Regions from separate parts of the Sus scrofa genome. Here region 1 is linked to region 2. A link is a contact called in public HiChIP or PLAC-seq data. All regions are on one chromosome and are shown on one strand. Each heading gives the region's core, a stretch centred on a gene start, on an enhancer-like site or on the middle of the called end of the contact. The rest is flanking DNA. Distances are from core to core; before and after follow the strand shown.

Evidence for each region. HiChIP or PLAC-seq counts read pairs in DNA pulled down with a chosen protein or histone mark.
Region 1: a contact with region 2 is called in an H3K27ac HiChIP or PLAC-seq map of alveolar macrophages. The contact joins two enhancer-like sites. A contact is called at or near these places in 2 of 2 datasets of contacts at active chromatin or transcription factors (alveolar macrophages and skeletal muscle).

What each region holds. Positions count from the first base shown.
Region 1 is chr6:153,229,040-153,233,501 of Sscrofa11.1, reverse strand. The region is part of intron 2 of LOC102165506 (a long non-coding RNA gene); the gene reads right to left. Among named protein-coding and RNA genes, the nearest start is that of FGGY, 18 kb to the right of the region's middle. Within about 2 kb of position 1,586, at least 18 of the 83 cell types and tissues checked have an H3K27ac peak or open chromatin away from gene starts, as enhancers often do. A contact at or near this core is called in alveolar macrophages, where this site is marked.
Region 2 is chr6:153,403,755-153,408,402 of Sscrofa11.1, reverse strand. It overlaps LOC102165506 (a long non-coding RNA gene), which reads right to left. Exons shown (of 4, transcript XR_002345481.1): 4 at 4,514-4,648. Among named protein-coding and RNA genes, the nearest start is that of FGGY, 190 kb to the right of the region's middle. Within about 2 kb of position 1,637, at least 3 of the 83 cell types and tissues checked have an H3K27ac peak or open chromatin away from gene starts, as enhancers often do. A contact at or near this core is called in alveolar macrophages, where this site is marked.

The DNA.
Region 1 (4,462 bases), core at 337-2,836, 170 kb after region 2:
GGAAAAAATTTATGAGTTATTATATTTCTTCACAATTTCTGAGCCTCAAACAACAGTAAATAATATGCCAAACATCAGAAATTAATAATCCTATAGTAGGCCCATTAGATAGTGCTCCAACATAACACTGAAAGAACACACAGCTAACACGTTATTTAAGTTTTTGATAATTTTCCTTACTAGGACCTACACTAGATCTCACCTTTTTCTAAAAGCTTTTTGGAGGCTGAAAAAAAAATATATAAGCACAAATGGAGGATGAGTGAAGCTTCTGTTTCAGTGACAGACAGTCGGAGAGAGACATTAAGGGAGGTGCTATTCTAGCACCTTCAAACCACATAATGTAATCACCAGCCTCCTTCTTGTATTGAGGCCATCATTTAGCAAAATTGATGGTTTGCAGATACTATATGGGTTAGAAACTGACTGAGTATTTTTCCTTGGGAAATAATGGCACTCAATAATGAGGATGATGTTGGGGGAATGGCCTGAAGATTGGGTTTTCAGACCCTCAAAGTTTTTATGAGCATGTGATATATTTAAGGAAGAAGTTATTTGTATGGAAAAAGCAGACAGGGCCTGGACTAGGAATCTTTTTTCAAGCCACCATTGCCTAGTTGAATCATAATACTTGTTTTCCTGATCTGCGAAATGGGGCTAATAGTACTTAACTTTCCTACTCAGGGAGAGCTTTGGAAATGTAGAGTTCTGCTTCCATGAGAAGGATTAGGAGTTCCCGTCGTGGTGCAGTGGTTAACGAATCCGACTGGGAACCATGAGGTTGCGGGTTCGATCCCTGCCCTTTGCTCAGCGGGTTAACAATCCGGCGTTGCCGTGAGCTGTGGTATAGGTCGCAGACGCGGCTCGGATCTTGCGTTGCTTTGGCTCTGGCATAGGCTGGCAGCTACAGCTCCGATTTGACCCCTAGCCTGGGAACCTCCATATGCCACGGGAGCGGCCCAAGGAATGGCAAAAAGACAAAAAAAAAAAAAAAAAAAAAAAAAAAAAAAAAACCAAGAGAAGGATTACTAGTGGGTTCACACTGTGGCGCAGTAAGAATCCCTCTACAGCAGCTCATGTCGCTGTGGAGGTACAGGCTCCATCCCTGGCCAGGCTCAGTGGGTTAAAGGATCCAGTGTAGCTACAGCTACAGCGTAGGTCTCAGCTGTGGCTGGGATGCAATCCCTGGCCTGGGAACTTCCATATGCCACTGGTGTGGCCATAAAACAAACAAACAAAAATACTGATGCTGCTGTTGCTACTACTACTACTACCACTACCATCACCACCCATCTGAGGACACAAATGAGGGAGAGGAAGAAATCCATTCTAGTGAGTTGTTGGGCCAATGCAGCCCCACCCAGGTGGCTGGACTAGAAGTTTATAGTGCTGCTGACTATTACCCATGGAATTGCCTGAGTGAACAGGATGTTTTGACATATATTGACAGGAAATCCCCTCTTCACCCCAGCAGTGACTCAGAGGGACTCAGAAAAACCAAAAGTTATCTGGGGAGGGGGTGGGGAAGTCTCCTGAGCCTTTAAGGAGATCTAGAGAAGAACCAGTCCTCAGAAGAGAGAGGAAGTGCTACTGCAGGCTTTTGAATCACAGGGGATTGGATTAAATCCTGACTCTGCCACTGTGTGGCCATGTGACAGCAGGAAAGCTTCCTATCCTCTCTGAGTTTCAGTGTCCTCACTCATAGAATGAAGATAATAATACCCATCTCAAAGAGTTGGTGGGAGATTTGAAACTGGAGATGGAAAAAAAAAAAATCAGAGAGTTCTTTAGAGTAGGTGGTCAAGGAAAACCCCAAATCATTGTCAACAGAGCAGCTAAAGGCATGGTGATGGTGTCAACAACAGAATAGTAATTCCTTTTACTCAGCAGTGAAAGGAATAAACTATAGTGATCTGACCAGGCGGACTGAATCTCTGTAATACAATAAACGCAAACATGTGTGTGCATATGTGTGTGCATACTGTCTATTAAAAGAAAGGAATAACCATTGCAACAGTTAAGAGTTTGAAAAGCAGTTAACTTGCTTGGGTTAATGCCAAGGTTCCAGTGCTAATGCTTGGTGGCAGGTTCAACAGTATTTTATGTGACTATTAATAATGATGATGGGTGTTTACTCATAGCTAACATGAGGAGAGTGTATCATGAACCAAGGATTACAACTGATGCAGTTTGGTGCAACAGTAACACTCAATGGGCACTCAACACACCTTCCTGTCTCCTCGTCTCCTTTCTAACCATCTTCTTCCTCTGGAATTTTTTTTTAATAAGAGCAAAACATTTCTTCTCTGATATATTTGTTTTCAATCACACTGTATGTACAGTCCTTTGTCCCAGACGTCTTTAATTAAAACTAACCATTATTGGTATTGCTATGCTTAATTGTTTCCATCTTCGGTAACCATTTTACTATACAGTTGCCTGCTTCTCTTTTCTATGATGTCTTTTCTAAATTCTATTTCACACTCACATTTGTAATATAATCAGGGGGAAATATAACAAGATATTCCTATAATTGAAAGGAAAATGCTACCTGTGGACAAGATAAAGCCAAGACTTCAAAGCCGACATATAAGGCCTCCTGTAGGTCTCAGAACAAACTCAAATTCACCCCTCAGCATACCTTCCTTCCAATCAAACCGAGAGTCTCACCATTGCCCCAACACACAGCCACCATTTACACCCCCATGCCATAACCTTCTTGAATGCCTTCACGACTATTTTTTTTTCTCTCAAAAAATTCTTGCTCTTCTTTCAGAACCATTCTTAAATGCCACTTCCCCTACAAAGCCTGCCTGAGCACCCCCAAGAAGGCTGTTGCTACCTCTTCTACGAGCCTACATTACTTGAAAAATTCCAGTACATTAGCCCTTAATGCACAGCTATTTTAATTATATCTTCACAGGTGGTTGCCCTGCCACTTGTGAGGAGGAACTCAACCTAGTTCACCCCAGATGTGTCTGGCACATTGCATACAAGAAAAGAAAAATGTGTAAGAGTGGGGAGTTCCCTTCGCCGCTCAGTGGTTAACGAATCCGACTAGGAACCATGAGGTTGCGGGCTCCATCCCTGGCCTTGCTCAGTGGGTTAAGGATCTGGCATGGCTGTTTGCTGTGGTGTAGGTCGCAGACTCAGCTTGGATCTGGTGTTGCTGTGTCTGTGGCGTAGGCCGGTGGCTGCAGCTCCGATTAGACCCCTAGCCTGGGAACCTCCATATGCCGCAGGTGCAGCCCTGGAAAAGACAAAAAAAAAAAAAAAAAAAAAAAAAAAAAAGTCTAAGAGTGACCTAGTCAGAGATGGTTGTATCAAATATTTCATGGCTCCTCGACTCACAGGTAATTCTTCAGTTGTGGTGTGGTGTTGACTGAGACTGCTATGGAGATCAAGTGTCCAGCCAGGGAGGTCTCTTGGAGAAGGAGTTTATCAGGAACCTTGAAGGATCAGGAATATTGGAAAGGGGGTATCTCCTCTGTGGACTCCATCCATCCGGAGTTGCCGTCTCTCTTGATTTGCACCAAGATCCACCCCCATCCTGGTAACAGCGCTCCCGTGAGTTCTAATAAGGGAGATTTCTAATAAGGAAGATTACTCTCTTGTGAGAGAGTTTCACAGGAAACAAACAAACACTTGTGGACACAGCTTTGGGTGGCCTGGAAACCATTTCCAGAGGGAAAAGTTGTAAGCTATTTTCATGTTACTCCTATTTGGTGAAATATGTTCCGTCTTCTGAAAGTGTGCATGGATGGACGGGAAGTTGGTGTAACTGAACTCAAATTACAAATGAAGTCAGATAGTAAATGTTATTGCTGTCCCTGGCAAGTGACAGGTTCTACTACTCTGGGATCTGTGTCTACAGGCTATCAGCTACTTCAGCCTATCAAGAAAAAATAGGACAATAGTGTCTAAGGAACAGGATTTGGAACTACACCTGGGCTCAAGCTCATGTTTCATACATTTAGCCAAATATCCTTGGACAAGTTACTCAACTTTTGTGATCATTTAGTTTGTCCCAGATGACATGGGCAGAAAATAACATTTACTTCATAGGATTTTCATAAGATTAAATGAGATGTGAAAGCAATTAGCATATCAGAATTGTCCAATACATGGTAGCGACTACTATTATTTAAACTCTGAGTTTGTTTGCTTCAAGAAAGAAAAAAGTGAGGGGCGGTCAATTTTACCTAGGTTAAATGAGGAAGCATTCAGTAAAATTTTTTTAGAATCATGTTTAGCAGGAGGGTCAGCATTCACTGAAAATCTGAATCAAGAAGAACGCTTAAAATGAGTAAGTTGATCTAGGATCTCTTATTTTTTTCCTCAGATGAAGTCAGAGACCTCTAACAATCTCAAACATCTATGAAGCATTTCACCAGGAAAAAAAAATATGCAATGTATGTATATATTTAAAATTCTAATAAAATTGTAGTGACACTTCAAATTC
Region 2 (4,648 bases), core at 388-2,887:
TTGGGAAGGATGTGAAGACATAGGAACTCTTGTGCACTTTTAATGGGAATGGTAATTGGTGCAATCATTAAGGAAAACATGGAGAATTCTCAAAAAATTAAAAATAGAACTACCATACGATCTAGCAATCACACTTCTAGATATATCACCAAAGGAATCAAAATCAGGACCACAAAGAGATAACTGCACTCCCACGTTCACTGCAGTAGTAATTACGACAGCCAAGATAGGGATCAATCTAAACGTCCTTCAACAGATGAATGGATAAAGAAAACCAACTGTACATATATAAATACACAATGGAATATCATTCAGCCTTAAAAGAAGGAAGAAAACCTTGTGATTTTCAACATCATGGATAAAGAACTAAAGGACATTATGCTAACGTGAAAAAAGCAAGACAAAGAAAGAAACACTGCATGATTTTTTTTTTTTTTTTTTGGTCTTTTTAGGGCCGCAGCCACAACATATGGAAATTCCCAGGCTAGAAGTTGCATCGGAGCCGTAGCCACCAGCCTACACCACAGCTCATGGCAATGCTGGATCCTTGACCCACTGAGCAAGGCCAGGGATCGAAACCACATCCTTATGGTTATTAGTTGGTTTCGTTACCACGGGGCCACAATGGAAACTCCACACTACATAATCTTAAATGTAGAATAAAAAAATTGTCATACTCATAAAAACAGAGAGTAGGTCAGTGGTTGCCAGGAGTTGCGGGGGGAGGAGGAAACAGGGTGATGTTGGTCAAAGGGCACAGAGTTTCAGTTATCTAAGATGAGTAAGTTCTGGAGATCTAATGTGCGTGGGGTAATGACAGCACTGTTGTACTCTACAGTAGACTCACATTTTGCTCAGAGGATAAATCTTAAATGCTTTTAACACACACACATGGTAACTATGTAGAAATGATAAAATGAACTGTTTTATGGTGATCACCCCCACAACATTATAAATATATCAAAATATCAAGTTGCACATCTTAAATATATACACTCCATATGACAATAATATCTCAATAAAGCTGTTTAAAAATGCTAAGCCTTGCAATCAGGAAAAGAGCAGAGCTACGTGTTATCAACGTGACCATGAGGATGACCCTTCACCCCTGTGAATCCTAACTTCTGTATCTGTGAAATAGGGATGGTAAACCTCTACTGAAGATGGTCATTGTGGGGGATGCCATATGTTGGGCATGTCATAGGTTAAAATGTCTTATGTAGAGACTGTTTAATTTGATATCATTCATTTAACAAATATTTTTAGACACGCTCTATAAAAGTTAGTGTTCTCTTTTTTTCTTGCCAAACCTCAGATGCCTCTGATTCATGACTTCTCCCATTCGTGTTCCTCAGGGTCACTTCCCTACACATTCACTTTTCCTCGCCCCCTTTTGCTCCCTCAAAACCCTTGACTGTCACAACATTAAGATGACAGCACTCAGCACAATACCTCACACTTGTCTGCATTCAATAATCACCTGTCGACTGTCCAGCCTCCTCTGCTCGCTAATTTCTCACTCTTGGCCTTTTCTGGTTCTTTACCTCCTCTGAAGACCTTTGCTGCCCAGTGCCTCATGACTGCGACAAAATATCCAGACAAAAATGCAGAAGAAAGGAAAAAGAAGACACTTTCCACCCACCCCATGGCTTCCTTCTATTTTCGAGGCCAGTGACACTAACAAGAGCTTCCCTTTAACCTTGGCCAGCTGGAGCCCTATCAGCCCTATCAGCTACCCTGGCTGGCAGCTAACACCCATTAGCAGTTGATTAAGCGGTAATTAGGGAGCCCAGTTAGGGTTATTAGCATTTCTACACTCCCATTTGTAAATCATAATTGGCTTGAGTGAGATGCAGAAGCAGCTGGTATGGGGAGATCCAGTCTGCAAATTCAGCCACAGCTCACACTACAGTACCTGCTAGGAATTCTTGGGAACCTCCTTAGGCCAGATAGTTCCTATATCCCCACCTGCCCACCTCCTACCCCACTACATGCAACACTATTCCCCAAACCTCTGGATCTCTCCTACAGTACAGACATTCAAATGTCTTCTCTTCTAAGAAAGGGCCTGGCCATATTGGCCTAGTGAAGAGAAGAGAGATTTGGAGTTAGACCTGGGTTGAAAACCCAGCTCCTGCCCTTACTAGTTCGGTGACCTGGAACAAGTCATTTAACCTCTGTATCAGTTTCATTATTGAAAAACACTCTTGTCTTGATGGAAGAATTTGTATTAATAGAAGAATTTGTATTAATTTTCTGGCAAATCAAAAGGATATTTGATGATAAAAAGATCAGTGTTTGCCCAGGTCCAGAGGAAAGGAGAGAGAGATGAATGGGTGGAGCATAGGGGATTTTTAGGGCAGTGAAACTCTTCTGTAAGGTATTGCAATGATATTATGCATTTGTCAAAAGACATAGTATGTGCAACCTGAGTGAACCCTGATATAAACTATGGGCTTGAGTAAGGAATAATGTAATATTGGTTCATCAGTTGTAACGAGAGTACCATATTAATGCAAGATGTTAATGTTAAAAGACAAACTACATCACGTTACAAATCTTAAGTTTATTGGAGAGAAACACCTCTTCTAACAGTGTGGTGCCAAATTGGAAATGGTCAGAAAGGCTCCAGCAACAGGAGCTGGGGGATGGAAGCGGGCGGGACTTTCACAGAGAAGGCACAGAAGCAAAGCAAGGGAATTATTTGACTCGCTATGGCTTTAGTGATTGCCTTATTTGGGGGAGCCCAGCTGGCCAGTTGTGATTGGTTGTCTTCTGGTTTCAAGTTCTTAGCCTTCATTTATAGGTTAGGTTTGGCTTTGCTTAAGTAGGCTGCCACAGCCTTAGAACCACCTCCATCTAAGGACCTCTTTGTCTAATTAACTGAACATTAATAATAGGGGAAACTCTGTAGGCGGGGGAAGAGGTATTTGGGAACTTAGTTTTTTCTGTAAACCTAAAACTGCTCTAGAAGATAAAGTCTATTCATTTTTTTAAAAGCGTTTTTGACGGATTATTCTTTATTCAAAGTTGCCTAATCCAGTTGTGCTTGAACTTTAAAAATGTACATGTGAATCATCTGTAGGTGACACTGTCTGGCCAGGGGAGGGCCTGAGAATATGCATTTTTAACACGTGAGGCTGCTGCTCCGTGACCTCACTTGGAGTTCCAGGCTCCAGACTGATAATCACTGCCTCAGTAAAGAAACTGGGAAAGAGCTCAACAAAGGTGCTCAATAAAGTGGGACAAATGTTAATATGGTTCTTCCCGGCCACACTTTAGGCCTGGAGAGGACCCAACAACTGGTCCCCCATTAGCTAAATGATACCCCAAACTTCAGGGACTTAGCACTTAAATAACGACGAGGTCCAATTTAAGAATAGAAGTGTCAGATAAAATACCAGGCTCTCAGTTAAAAATGGAATCTTGGGTAAGCAACAAATAACTTTTAGTACAAGTCTGCCCTGTGTAAGTATTTCCTCAAGAAACAACTTACAGAGAAATGTTTCTCTGCCATCACTTTCTTGTCTCTCCTTCCCCGTGAGCAAGTGAGCAGCAATGACTGTGTGAACAGAAATACTGAGTGTGTGCTTGCATCATCTCTACCAAGTCACTGCTAACACACTGCGCCTGACCTTACATTTTACCAAACCCATCCATTAGCTCAATGTTTCTCAAACTGTAAGGCACACACAGATCACCCAAGATCTTGCTAAAATGCAGGTTCTGATTCAACAAGTCTGAGATTCTGCACTTCCAAAAGACTCCAAGTAAAGCTGGTCTGTGGACCACACTTTGCGTAAAAAGGGTTTAGACCCCATCTTCCTAGGATTTGATGGCATGGGAAGAAGGAAAGTAAATAATCCTGGGTGGAGGTTGAGGCATCCCAATTACACAGGCGAAGGATAAAGCCTTAGATGAAGTGGACACTCTCAGGGCTGGGGGGACAGAGGGGGAGATGGAGAGAGAGAGGAAAGGGGGAAGAAAGAGCGACTCACCAGGATAGAAGTCTGGGTCTACCATTCTGTGCTCTGCCGCCTCTGCAGGAGGGAGAAATCCTGGCCTACATCCCACTGTGGTGTTTCACAGGCTGTACCCTCTTGGGGAAAGTCATTTGGCCTCTCTACATCTCAGTCATCTCAACCATCAGAAGGAAGGGTGATAACCGCTACCTCCCAGAGGCCATGAGAGGCCAAGGTGAAAAGGTCTTATGCTTTGTAACATGGTAAGATGCTAGTTATTTTACTAACTCCTGGAAACAGCTCTTTAAAAGTTTTTTTTGAAGTTCTTTACACCTTTTTTTTTTGTGTGTGTGTGTGTGTCTTTTTAGGGCCACACCCGAGGCATATGGAGGTTCCCAGGATAGGGGTTGAATCAGAGGTGTAGCTGCCAGCCTAAACCATAGTCACAGCAACGTGGGATCTGAGCTGTGTCTGTGACCTACACCACAGCTCATGATAACACCAGATCCGTAACCCACTGAGCGAGGCCAGGGATTGAACCTCATGGGTGCTAATCAGATTCGTTTCTGCGGAGCCATGAAGGGAATCCTACACCTATTATTTAATCCTTACAATGGCCCTGAGAGGTAGGTAGTGTCATTTTTCTCCCGCTTTTACACTAAAGGAAACTGAGGCGCAACGAGGTT